Regions from separate parts of the Mus musculus genome. Here region 1 is linked to region 2. The links are chromatin contacts, called in public Hi-C maps. All regions are on one chromosome and are shown on one strand. Each heading gives the region's core, a stretch centred on a gene start, on an enhancer-like site or on the middle of the called end of the contact. The rest is flanking DNA. Distances are from core to core; before and after follow the strand shown.

What was found. Hi-C and Micro-C count contacts between places; a contact is called where the count stands out from the background.
Region 1: a Hi-C map of cortical neurons shows a contact between it and region 2, with 2.2 times the contacts expected there. The contact joins two enhancer-like sites. A contact is called at or near these places in 4 of 484 Hi-C or Micro-C datasets (cerebral cortex and cortical neurons) and 1 of 115 datasets of contacts at active chromatin or transcription factors (differentiating embryonic stem cells).

What each region holds. Positions count from the first base shown.
Region 1 is chr15:95,065,610-95,072,094 of GRCm38.p6, forward strand. The region is part of intron 6 of Tmem117 (transmembrane protein 117); the gene reads left to right. It overlaps Gm30810 (a long non-coding RNA gene), which reads right to left. Exons shown (of 4, transcript XR_384360.4): 3 at 6,367-6,485; 4 at 376-5,767. Among named protein-coding and RNA genes, the nearest start is that of Gm30810, 11 kb to the right of the region's middle. Within about 2 kb of position 3,447, at least 11 of the 459 cell types and tissues checked have an H3K27ac peak or open chromatin away from gene starts, as enhancers often do. A contact at or near this core is called in cortical neurons, where this site is marked.
Region 2 is chr15:94,764,612-94,771,784 of GRCm38.p6, forward strand. The region is part of intron 3 of Tmem117 (transmembrane protein 117); the gene reads left to right. Among named protein-coding and RNA genes, the nearest start is that of Gm25546, 87 kb to the left of the region's middle. Within about 2 kb of position 4,845, at least 9 of the 459 cell types and tissues checked have an H3K27ac peak or open chromatin away from gene starts, as enhancers often do. A contact at or near this core is called in cortical neurons, where this site is marked.

The DNA.
Region 1 (6,485 bases), core at 2,197-4,696, 300 kb after region 2:
CTTTCTGTCTTTCATGGGCGTCAGTCTCCACATGAGGATCGCCTGAAAAGAAGTTTCCTTCCCACTACAGCACCTGGGGCCAACCCATTACTTTGGATCCCCTTTTCCTGCCTTAATTCAGAATGCTTATCACTATGTAACATCATATTTCACCCGTGGATAGACTTTTCAGCTATAGTATAGACAGTCCTGGAAAAAAATTGTAATTCTAGAAACGAAGCCATCGTAACCAAGTTCGAAGGTCACTTATCTCTGTCTCCATGGTACATTTTGATCCCCTTTCTGTTTGATCCTCTTTCTGTTGTGAGGAGCACGTTTTCATATTGACTCTTTCCCCCCACAGAACCGTACCATCAGTCCTTTTGTTCATGAAGATAAATGACCACAGTATTAAATTTAAAATTTACTAAGGACAATAACAGCTACTTTGTATCAGTGAGCAATTAATTCTCCCATATAGCTCACAGAAGAAATCAGCCATTCAGACAATTGAATGTCACCATTGCTGGCAGCATGTGCACAGCCAGCCAGGTTGCAGCAGTGACATTTGTACCCAAAACAATAGAGCAGAGAATGATCAGGGGACTGTGCTGTGTCCTACAGCCAGTGTCTGAAAACAGTACAAATGCTCTAATGAATTTCTTCCACTGGACTTCATTCTTTCTGTGGAAAGGGAATTCTTTTGAGTATCGGGCAAGCAAAAACACACAGTTAACATTCACTCTTTTAAGGCATGCCAAGTAAGGGCTGGAGACATGACTCAGCAGTCAAGAGCACTGGCTGCTTTTCCATATGATCCAGGTTCAATTTCTAGCACACACATGCTGGCTTACATCTTTAACTCCATTTCAGTGGGGTCCTACTCCCTTTTCTGGTTTCCATGGGTACAAGGTATGCACATAATAACACAAACAGGGAGACAAAACAATAACACACAAAATAAAAATATGTGAATCTTTAGAAAGAGCAAGTGCTAAGTAGGTTGGGATTGACAGACCTTGGAAGGTAAAGCTGAAATGAGCCATTGCTGTGTTTCTTTGAATACAGCGCTACCTCTCACTGCTGTCTTCTTAGCCAGCCATTGCGCTCTCCTCTTCTTTCCCCAGGAGTCTCTAAGATGTTAAGCACTCCCTCCCTCCTGCTCCTGAACTGTGTTGCCCCAGTCAGGGTTATTGATTTCCCATTATTCCTAGAGGCCACATGATGCATTTCCATTAGTGTAAACACTTTTAAGACCGGCTTTTATTTGTCCTTCCTCACATCCATCTGCCAGGGCAGGGCATCGGTTTGCTTCCAGTTTGGAGTGTAAAGGAATGATGTTTTCAGGGTCTAGATGTACTGAAGCTTGTTTGTAAAAAACCTACTGCTTCCTCACTACAGCCTTGAGGCAAGTTCTCTTAAAAGTAATAGAGTGTAGTTAACTTTTCAGACCTGCTCTGGGCTAGATTGGTGTTTTTAGAGGTAATAAACGAATACTTACAACTCGCTGATGTATGCTCTCTTTAGAATTAGCTGGGGGAAGTGTGTGGACTTCTGAGAGAAAGTAAACAAAAACACAGTTCATGAAGGAAGAAAACGATCACAAACCACACCCTTGTGGTTAACTTGATCGATCATTTAGGAGACAACGATTTTTCTAGTTTGGGGGTATTTGGAAATAGAAACACATGAAAAACATCACATTCTGGGCTGGAGAGGTGGCTTAGAAGCTCAGAGTGCTGGCTGCAGTTGGAGAGGACTTCAGTTTGGTTCTCAGCACTCTAGTTCCCAGGGGATTCTATGCCGCCTTCTCATCTCCACGGGTGCTAGGGACATGCGTGGTACACATCCATCCATTCAGGAAAACAACATACACGCAAAATAAAATGGATTATTCTTTAAGAAGAAAAGAGAGAAAGTTACATTCATTAAAACATTTCAGGAAAGGGTATGGATTTGTTTTACAGATCAGTGAAGCATCCCTGCTCGGAGTTGGCTAAAACCTCCCTCAAACAGAAAATCAAGAAATCCATTCCCCCTCAATTAAATACTTTACACAGCTCATAAGGTTATAGAACAATTTCTCTTAAGGAAGTAAAAAGAGTGACAATGAAGAGAAGCTATGAATGTGACATGAGGAGAGGGTGGGTATCAGGGGACAGGTGAGGCCAGCTTCCAGCCACCCCTCTCCTGAGCATCCTTTACAGTTACAACCAAGCACCTGTGATGTTCTAGCTTGGCCTCAACATACCTGCCAGACCCCAGTGTGGGAAATAACCCTCCCACAATTCTACCTCAAATGCCTTCTACACTTAGTCTCTGGTTCTCTGACTTAGTTTGACAAGTCTCATAGCTTCTTTCCTTTAAAGGGTGACAAGAAAGATGACTCCAAACATCCTTGATCAATTCTCCAAACATCTTCAGTATTTATTCTTGCCTTTCACCATAGTAGTGTCAGGGTTCTCTAGAGGAAAAGACCCATTAGAAAATATGTGTATTCATGTGTGTGTGTGTGTAATTTATATATGTATATTAAGAGGATTTATTAGAGTGCCTTACAGACTGTGTAGGCAAGCAGGCAGAAAACAAGAGCTTCCTTCTCCCATGTCCTTTTATGTCCTAAATCTGGCTGCCACCAGATGGTGTGGCCCAGATTTAGGGTGAGTCTTCCCACTTCAAATGATCCAAAAATAGGTGGGTCATCCCTCCTTAAATAATTCAATCAAGAAAAATTCCTCACAGGTGTGCCCAACTACTTGAGTTTTAGTCAACTCCAGATGTTCATTGACAGCCAAGATTAGCCATCTTATCTACCCTCGCTAATGATCTACTTTCTTCTTTTCTTTGTGATCTTTGCAAATAGCTTAAACTGCATGTCACTATGTTCAAGGTCTCACTGAAGCTGGATGATAAGGACAAAACAAAACACCCAGTTTTTCAACGTTTCAGATGTTGGAGTGATGCATAATGATCACTGTGCTATTTCTCATACCCAAATCCACTCCGTGCTTCCACTCCCAGAAACACAAAAGGGATCACGTTGCCCTTTTAGCTTTCAGAGCTCATTGTTCACCATTTACACAAATACTTGAGTTCCTACCATATGCTGAGTTGAATTCATGTATTGAGAATACAGCAGTTATCAAAACATGGAAAAGTCACCTAAGCTCCCTGGAGCTTATCTTTCAGTGGGGATGATGGGCAAGGCCAATGAATAAGCAGAGCCTACTGTATAACAAGGCTTCTGAGAATTAATTCAGCCAAGTATTCCTATGGCAACTTTGCCAATCAGGAGCAAGGGATTGTTGGAGAGGAAAATAGCAGGCTCTCTGGCTTCTTAATAAGAAGCAGAAATATCACCCAAAGCATAAGAACAATTCTTCAGGCTGCTCGCTGTCATGCTGTCATCTGGAATCCTGTTGCTAGGACACTGGCAAGCATAGAAGAGCTAAGGACACATTGCAAGCTGGGGAGGTTTTGGGTGGAATGGTGTCCTGTTATTCACATTCTGCATTCAGTTCTGAAATATGCATGAATAGAGATGAGCTAAGAAAGAAATATGCCTGTAAAGTTGACTTTGAAATCATCTGAAGCCTGATAATATAATGCTATAAAAAGGAAGATAAAAAACTATTAAATTGAGGATGAGTTGATGTTTTATAGTAACATTTTAGAGTCTATTGTCAATTCTATCACGACATGACTGCTGCACTCACAAAGTCACTGCACTATGATTACTGCCCAGGACTCACACAAGAGTGGGACTGTCAGCATTCTGTCATATGTGGGCAAGGGACACAGGAAGCCTCATTCTCACCTAAGGGTCTATGTGCATGTAACGGCTGCTGAGGGGGGGGGGGGAAGTGTCTTTTCTTTAGTGGTCTCGTCACTGGTAAGTTGCCCTTCTCCAATAAATTCCTTCCCATTTGTGCTTACATAAGCAACTAGAACTCAACTCAGTGGGTTATGAAAGCAGCCATCAAAGTAGGAGAATTTATTGGAAAGAAGGGCTTCTGTGGGGGGAGAGGACGAGGGAGGAATGAACAAAAGTCACTACATATGTGAATAAGACTGTCAAATAGTAAACCAGAAACAAGGAAAGTTTCTACTTATCAACTTTTTAGTAAGACCTATTCTTTCCCTTAATTACCGCAAAAACCAATTGATCAATCATGAACCCAGAAAATCGAACATTTCTTTGCTTTTACTCTGGCTTTAGTTTGTTATGATAAAGTAATAATGGTTATTAATTTTTTTGGTCAATTTCTTACCTAAATAGACACAGGGAATCATTATTTTATCACTGGGGAATTAAAAACAGTGAATGCTTTAAACTTAAACTCCTCTGAATGACACCCAGCCCTTTTCCTTGAGATTCCCCAAGGAAGCGCTGAGAAATGACTCCACAATGTTCCCAAGACAGTGTAATCTAGATGCACAGTACTGCTGCTAAATCCTGCCCAAATATGGTCTGTGAATAGCAGGGATCACGAACTGACTTTCATTGCTACAGACAGAAGTAGACCATAGTAAGAAAAGTAGACAACTGTCATGGCACATCTCTTTTATTTTCCGTGGGAAATATACTCATCCGAATGAAAATTAACCGTATGTCGTCTGTGAACGGATGCAGAGTTGGAGACATGTCTACACTTGGTACATCCTCATGAGCTGTTGAGAACTGGAGCGGCTTGGTACTGTGTGCCTAACTCACTCTCATCACTGAGAGATCTCTGCAGCTGCTGCTGGCTTCAATAGTAGAGAGCAGTACCGAGGCCCCAGATTGATAGCAATTTCAAAGAACAAAACAATAATATGCCACTTCAGGAGGATGAGCTTCTGGCTCCTGGGCTTGCTAGCTGCACACATTTCACCTGGTTGTACTCCTCCTACTGTATGTATTTAGTTCAAATGATGTCATTGACAGTCACGTACAAGGCAAGCAAGCTGTGACTCCTGATACCTCTCTATGCAATGTGTACTTACGATGGCTGTGCATTTATGGTAACAATGCTATGACATCCCCAGTGTTTGCTTGCAGTCATTCATCTGTTCCTTGTCCCACTCACTGGAGTCTAGAGAGAAGGAAAGAGTCCCCAGGGAAGTTATTTATGGAGAAAAAAATTAAAGTTGGTCTTATGCTAGGGTGAGGTGATGCTACTAACACCCACTCAAAGAGGGAAGGAGCTCCAACCCCCTATGACTAGCTTCTAGCAGGAGCTAAGCTAGTGATCATGGTTAATTCTGAGGCCAGGCACACAAAGCCAATAAAAAGGCCAGCAGTGAGATAAAACCAGGAAGCCATGCTATGTTTCTATGGTCAGAGACAGTCGGGATGAGCAGCAGTGAGATAAAGCCAGGAAGCCATGCTATGTGTCTACGGTTAGAGACAGTCGGGATGAGCAGAAAGCATCTAGGCTTTGGAACCAGGAAGTCTAAGCTATCCTGCGTGGCTCTTGTGTCACTTGAGACTAGTGACTCAATCATAGCATAGCCAAATATTCTCATCTATGCATGCATACATACACACACACACACCTACCTCAGTTATTTCTGGAAGTCACCATGCGGAAACTCCTATTTTAAGAGAACTCGGCAAGCTTTTGTTTTCTTATTTTCCTGCTAAGATGGCATTGACAGTCACGTACAAGGCAAGCAAGCTGTGACTCCTGATACCTCTCTATGCAATGTGTACTTACGATGGCTGTGCATTTATGGTAACAATGCTATGACATCCCCAGTGTTTGCTTGCAGTCATTCATCTGTTCCTTGTCCCACTCACTGGAGTCTAGAGAGAAGGAAAGAGTCCCCAGGGAAGTTATGTGCTATGCTCTGTCCCCTTTGGTCTCTTGCTCCTCCCTTGCACTTTCCCTGCTTCCCTTCCCCCTTCTCTTCCCATCCCCCCCTCCCCCACATGCTCATGGCCAGCCTCTCTCTACTCTTGTCTTCTCTCCTCTCTTCTCTCTCTCTCTCTCTCTCTCTCTCTCTCTCTCTCTCTCTCTCTCTGCCTTTCTCTATCTCTTCTATCCTCTTAACTTCTCCCTCCCCATGCCCTGAATAAATTCTATTCATTCATATATATATGCATACATACATATATACACACACACATTATATATATAACTACTGCTACATGCATGTAGGAGAGGTGTCTCTCTCCCTTTTGCCCTAAGAAAGTAGCCTCAAAACCTCTGCTCTGACCCAAGCCCTAGTCAGAGGCATCAGGGTGACCTCTATTATGCAATGGATGGGGATAGACAGGAAAAGAAGGCCTTTTTTTGTCTTTACCATAGCCAGTGTGAAACAGAACCATCAGTTTCCTCCACTGTCTCTCAGGTTAAACCAAATGAATGATGCTAGGAAACCAACCATGCTTATTGACCATACCTGTGTCTCTTCCTCTGTCTCTGTCACTGTGGAGGTTGCTGCTTAGGCGTGATCTCATGCTTCCAGGAAGTATATGAAGTCAATAGGTTCAACACTGACCTGTAAATGAAGTATCTGAA
Region 2 (7,173 bases), core at 3,595-6,094:
CCCACTTCTAAGGAGGGGCATAGTGTCCACACTTCAGTCTTCATTTTTCTTGAGTTTCATGTGTTTAGGAAATTGTATCTTATATCTTGGGTATCCTAGGTTTTGGGCTAATATCCACTTATCAGTGAGTACATATTGTGTGAGAATTGGGGATGGCTTACAGGTTCAGAGGTTCAGTCCATTATCATCAAGGCGGGAGCATGGCAGCATCCAGATAGACATGGTACAGGAGGAGCTGAGAGTTCTACATCTTCATCTGAAGGCTGCTAGAAGATTGTCTTCCAAGCAGCTAGGATGAGGGTCTTATAGCCCACACCCACAGTGACACACTTCCTCCAACAAGGCCACATATACTCCAACAAGGCCACACCTCCTAATAGTGCCACTCCCTGGGCCGAGCATTATTCAAACCACCACAGAGGGGGAAGGATTATTCTGTCCCTAAAAGGGTTCACCATCAAGCAAAAGTCAAGACTCCAGTACCTTTATGTTTTTTTCTATCAGAACTGAAATAATACCATGCATCCTGAGGAACAGACTATACTTAATACAGATTTGGAATATTTAGTTGTAACAAAAATATCTTGACTCAATAAAAAAAAAAAAACGTGGTTTTCTTCCTACATTCTTATTGCTCACTATGAAAACTTTCTCTGGGTCAATTTAAACTGAACATTTAATCATGTGTAGCACTTTCTGTTGTAGAACAGTGTTTATAAAGTATTTAACATTTGCTATTTTGGGGACCAGCTATTAGAGAACCAAACCAGTGAATTGAAAATAACAAATCACAAAAAAGCCGAATTTCAGGTCAGGAGTGTGAACATTAGCAGCAGCTGCAGCCCCAACACTGTAGAACTTGGTCTTTTCGAGGGAGTGGTGCGTTTCCCAGTGGGTCTTCTTGTCAGTGGAAGGAAGGCTTACAACCACCCTTTATCTTGGTCAGTCTGCATGCTCGAGGAAATTCTCATTTTGCACTGATTTGTCCAACACATTACACGATAGAAATGATCTAGCATGGATGGCATGCATGTTTTATCCTGAGCCATCCCAGTAATGCTCCTGCTGTAGAGTAAGGAGATAAGAGAAAAGCAAGGCTTCAGAGGGTGAGCAACTCTAAATTTCCCAGAGCTTTCCAAACTGGCTGTAAATCCCTGCCCTTGTCCTCCATGCCCTTTGCAAAGGTGGCTTCTCAAGGCCCTTCCAGATGCCACAGTGTTTCCATAGCATTGGTCAGTGTCTCTGCATGGACCGACACCTCAGCCATGCTGTCTGAAGAGCTGGAATAAGCATCAAAGAGTAGAGTAGGGATAAGCTAGCTGTCATCTTTTTAGGTACCAGGGGTTGACCTGGGCCATCTGTAGACAGTCTGGGTAAAGGTCCAAAAGACACACTCTACAAGGAAACTGTCCAGCTTGCCAGATCCCACTGAGAAGCAAGAGTAATGGAATAGAGATTGTAAGACTATCACCCTGCATGACCCTAGAAGTTCACCTCTGAATATGTGTTCTCTGCACTTTTGTCTCTAATTGAGCATGTGTTGTCTTTAGGCGCCTCTGATGAGTCACACGGAAGTAGTAGGGAAGCTCCAGGACTTTTTCCCAGTCTTTTAATTGATAACTGGGTTTACAAACCAGGCAAGCTATGTATCTATGTCTTGGATATTATAGAATTTAATCGGAAACAAGTACAGATGAACGTGAAGCCATACGGGCGACTAACTGTTTTCTCCTGATTATTAAACTAATGCAATTTTATATTTTTAAAAAAGATTATATATAAGTACACTGTAGCTGTCTTCAGACACTCCAGAAGAGGGCAACAGATCTCATTTCAGATGGTTGTGAGCCACCATGGGGTTGCTGGGCTTTGAACTCGGGACCTTCGGAAGAGCAGTCAGTGCTCTTAACCTCTGAGCCATCTCTCCAGCCCAGATGCTGTTCTATTTTAGGAAGAAAAGACAGCATAACTAAAATATTTAGAAAGAAAGAAAAGTGTCATTGCTTTTCCTTGTGTAAGATGAACATTATTACTTAGTTAACGCTGTGGTTTTAGTTTTTAGACTTCACCTTGATTCACTGTATAGGTCAACATTATTTTTCACTTAGTGCATCCATTTTTACAGAAACATCTTATTGGCATTTTAAATGAACATACCTTAAAAAAAAAAAGACCAAGTGGCTGAGCTGTTGTAGCATGGATCGTACTCCCTCCACTGTTCCTGCCGCTACAGCAGGAGCAGCCGTAATTTCATAGGACGGCTTCCCTTTGATCGTAGTTGACTCAGAGGTGGAAACTTTGCTCAAGATTACTGTGGTGCTTCCTTATTTTCTATAATAAATTGATTAGCACGTTTGGAGGCTTCAGTCAACAACTGATTGATTCCGTTGCTTTGGTACTGTCCTATGGTAAGTGTGTGGTAAGGCAGAAACACTCAATTCGTGGCTATGAAGCAAAAGAGAGGAAGATAAGAGAGCCAGGGACCCACAGTCACCTTTGAGGACACACCTTGAGTGACCTAAAGATGTTCTTCTAAGCCCTACTTCTTAAAGATCTCCATTTTCCATAGTTCTGCCCTGGGGACTGTACCTATAGCACATGGCTTTTAATATATACTCAGGGTCCAGTTCAAATATGTGTGCCTGTGTGTGTGTGTTTTGTATGTATGTATGTATGTGCATCTGTTTCTGTGTATGTCTCTGTATTTGTACGCGTATCTGTGTTTCTTTGTGTGTGTGTGTCTCTGTATGTTTGTGTGTGTGCACATGGCTGTGAGTGCCTCTCTGTGTGTGTCCCTTCATGTATGGTGTTGTCATGGATGTGGGTACCTGTTATATGTGGAGGTCAGTGGAAAACCTTGGGTGGTGATCTTCAGACACTTTCCACCTTTCTGCTGGAAGCAGGATCTCTCTCTCTCACTGGCCTGGAACTTTGCCGCACAGGTCAGGCTAGCTGGTCTGTGATGTTACAGAGCTCCTCTTGCTTCTGCCTCCCGCCTCACCATCCTTGGGATGGCACGTGCCCACCACCATTCCTGACCCTTTACATAGGTTCTGGGGATGGGAACTCAGGTCCTCCTCGTACTCCCAATGTAAGCAATTTTCCTAAGTGATAGCCCAAGCTCTCAGATTGTTTATTAAAACAAAAATGTAACCAAATAGACAAAACAATGAGGTTCAGAAGGACATCTTCACACACATGCACATGCACACGCAGACACAGACACAGACACACACACACACGCGCACACACACACAGAGAAGCACAGCCTTTGCTTATAATCACACCTATCATTGCTCTCTTGTTCCTCCCCTCAAAAGCTCCCCTTCTAACTTAGAGTCTGAGTGTGTGAGTGTGTCTCTGTGTGTGCATGTACGTGTGGGTGTGTGTACACATACATGTGAGTGTGCATGCATGTGTGTACGCATGTGTGTGTATGTGTGTATGTAAAATCAATTATTTTCATATGAGAAGATACGTATCTTTCTGAATGTGTCTTACTTCACTTAATATGATTTTCTTCTCAGTCGATTTCCATGTAATGAGATAATCACTTTTCTTATTCTCTTTATCTTTTCATCGAATGTTTGTTTCCGTATCGTGGTGCTTACGGACAGTACAAAGATAAACACGGATGCACAGGTATCTCTGGTGTGTGTTGATGGATCTCTTCTGGGATCTACCCAGGGGTGGTGTAGCTAGACCCTGGGCATTTGTGTTTTAAGTTTTTTGAGGACTGTCTGTGTTGAGCCTGCTGAGTTCTAATGCATCCTCAGGTGTTGAGGAGGCTCCTGCACTTGGGGCAGAAACTTAGAAACCACGAGCTTCCACTTAGCTTCCCATCCTTGCTGCTTTGGACAGCAAGAGGAGGTCTCCGAATGGTTCACGGTTGAAAGGCACCAAGCACCTGCCTTCCTCTGAGGCTGGCTTCACAGGCTCTGTCGGGTCTGTGTTTTATTTATTACCGGTTTTCATTATTCCTCCTTCGTGTGTATTTCTATGTGGGTTCCTTTCTTTTCCCTCATTTTCTTCATTCTCTTCCACTGGACTTTCCTCACAACCTTTACTTGTTGTTACTTTATTTTCCTAGATTCTGTAAGTTGCTGCGATAGCTATGAGGCGGCAGCATGACTTAACTAAGCTTCTGGTAAGGATACCTTGCATCTAAGCCCAAGAAGAGCATCCTTGGTCCTCGGTCTAGAGGATTCCTTGGTTTTCAGGCATCTGGGAGCATTGGCAGCTCATTTCAGAAAAAAGATGACTATAATGATAATTTATAAATGAGGAATTTGAAATCTTAGATGTAGATAGTGAAGTTATCATGGGATTTTGTTGTTGTTGTTGTTGTTTCCTCTTTGGCAGCTGTGTTTCTCTATGGACAGCTATGAGATCTGTCTGTGGAAGGCGCATCGTCCAAAGGCAGGGGTATGGATTAAAAAACGAACACTGGGATTAGGAGAGACTCATACATATTAATATTCGTAATTCATTTATTGATTCCTCAAGAACATATCACTTTCATGCCAGGAACTAACAGACTAACGTTGGCAGTTTAATAGACTAAAATGACATTTATGAATAGATTCTAGGTTTAAGGATCCCAAATCCTGCAGTTTTGAGATTCTCAAACAGGTGCGCCTCATTCTAATACCATGGAAGGGCTGTTTAAAGGATGTCTATTTGTGTTGAAAATGTAAACCACTAGAGGGCACTGTGGACAAACTTTTGTCCTTGTCGCTGTATTGGAGAAAGAACCTGCCAGAATTTAGTCAATTACCTATACCGTATGGCCCCTCTAGATTCATGTGTTTGAATGCTTGGTCCATAGGGAATGGCACTATCAGGAGGTGTGGCCTTTTTGGAGGAAGTGCGTCACTGTGTGGGTGGGCTTGGAGGGCTTAGATACAAGCTCAAGTCTGGCCAATGGGATCCAGTCTCCTCTTGGCTGCCTGTGAGATCCAGTCTCTTCCTGCTGCCTTCAGACCAAGATGTAGAACTCCCAGCACTCCTCCAGCACCATGTCTGCCTGGACTTTGCTATGTTTCCCACCATGATGATAATGGACTAAACCTCTGAAACTGTAAGCCAGCCCCAGTGAAATGTTTTCTTTACCAGAGTTACTCTGGTCATGGTGTGTCTACACCGCAATAAAAAACCTAAGACATCTGTACTGACCCAAATAATTGTTTGCAAAGTACTTCATAACACAGAAAGCAAAGTACTTTATAACTCAGAAAGTAGCAAATATATAGTATATATAGTATATATATATATAGTATATACAAATATATAGTATATATGTTCATAAGTCCTCAATATGCCATTATACAGTCCCCAATATAATTGTAGAACTCCATTTTTTTTTGCAGTGGGAAATTAACAATAATGATAACACATATAACCTTCCTAATATGGCTGTACAGCCCGTGTGGATCTGATATGGAGATTTTAGACTCCATACATGTATATCATTCATTCTCAGAAACATAAACAACAACAAAATACCCAGAAGACACCCCCCCCCCCCCACGGGGTTCACTTCCGGTTTTGGCAGGGACAGGGTTCATGAGTTCTGTCCCCAGGGCCCACTTGACAAATTGGCTTCCTGATGGCCGCTGCTCCACTTCTTCTGTGCTGTACTCTACCATTTCTTGATTCTTCCAAATTTCAACCCAGCCCATGGAGTTGTCCCTTATCCCCCTGCCCCAGGATGGCAAGCACAGTTTCTTATAATTACTGTCCACTGTCCAGCAGGAGCCTTCACTCTGACCATTCCTGTGGGAGCTGGCCTGTCCCCATGGTGCTGTAGAGTCTCTGTCTGCCTGCCTTGGAATGTGTCCCCAGGCTAACATCATCGTTACTTCAGAACCTTCACTGCTCGAGCCTGTATTTCAGCTGAGGATTTTAAACTATGTAGGAGAGAAAAATGTGAGTTAACAAGAGATGTGACAGGGAAGTGCATTTCAAATAAGCAGCCTAAAGCCCAGGGCTGGCGGGCTTAGGGGTGGGGCAGCATGTAGTAAGTAGCGCAGAGTGGCTCAGCTGGCAAAGGTACCTCCTGCAAAGCCTTAAGACTTGAGTTTGACCTCCAGGATCTACATAGCAGAAGGAGAGAAGTGAGTCCTATCAGTCATCCTCTGACCTCTTCACGCGTGTGGTGTCACACGCTCATAGACAAAATAAGTAAATAAATACAATGCCATAAAAACCACCAGGGTCAGGGAAGCAGCCTAGTTGATTCTGGGAAGGCAACTGTTCCTCAAGTCTTCTTGTCAAATGTCCTGATTTTTAGTGTTTTCTTTAGTTACAGGATTGTGTTTTCAGGGAGCAGGTGTGTCACTGTCTCCAGGGAGATGGCAGAGATATGGTTGGTTGCTTTTGTTTTGGCGAGATTATGAGAAGGAATGTTTAATAAAAGAGGGGCGTCCATCTCATCTTCCCGTTTAACATTCTACTGGAGGCGTTTCCACCTACACTTTCCACAAAGGGAGAAGATGTTATTCACGGAGCCTTTTGTGTGTGTGTGTGTGTGTGTGTGTGTGTGCATCTCAGATGATAAATAATTGAAAGTAAGGGTTGGCATCGTACTCCTTTTGCTTTCTTTTTTTAGGGTAATGAGAAGACAGATGGTACTTTTTCTGTAGATGCCAAAAAAAAAAAAAAAAAAAAAAGATATATAAAAAAAAAAAGAAAAGGAAAGAAAACCTCCCAAGTCTCACAGCTGTGGAACACAATCTTATGTGACTTGCACAATCAGTCTTGAGAGTCTATTGGCATCCCTCTTTAGCCCCTACCTATTTCAAGACCCAGAATGACAAGGGGAGTAATTTGCATACTCTGGATGTTTGTCATCAGAGACGGTTTGAGTCAAAGGCAGATTGTTGTGTGTGTAAAGTTAGTAACTGTATACAAAGCAAGAACCAAACCAGTCCAGCTGGTCAGCATGGATATTCTAATGGGTGGGATATTAGGACTATACACCATCCCACACTTTGAACTACCGTCTTGACTTTGGCTTGGTGGCTAAGCCGAATGACAATGTCTTCCTCAGGAAGGTAGGCGAGTTCTTCCTGTTGCGGTTTGGCTAGACAGACGAGGATCGTCTCTTCCTCACATGCGCCATTTAAAGAGAGACGCGGAAGTGACGGGGCTCCGAGTTTCTCAGGGTTCTTT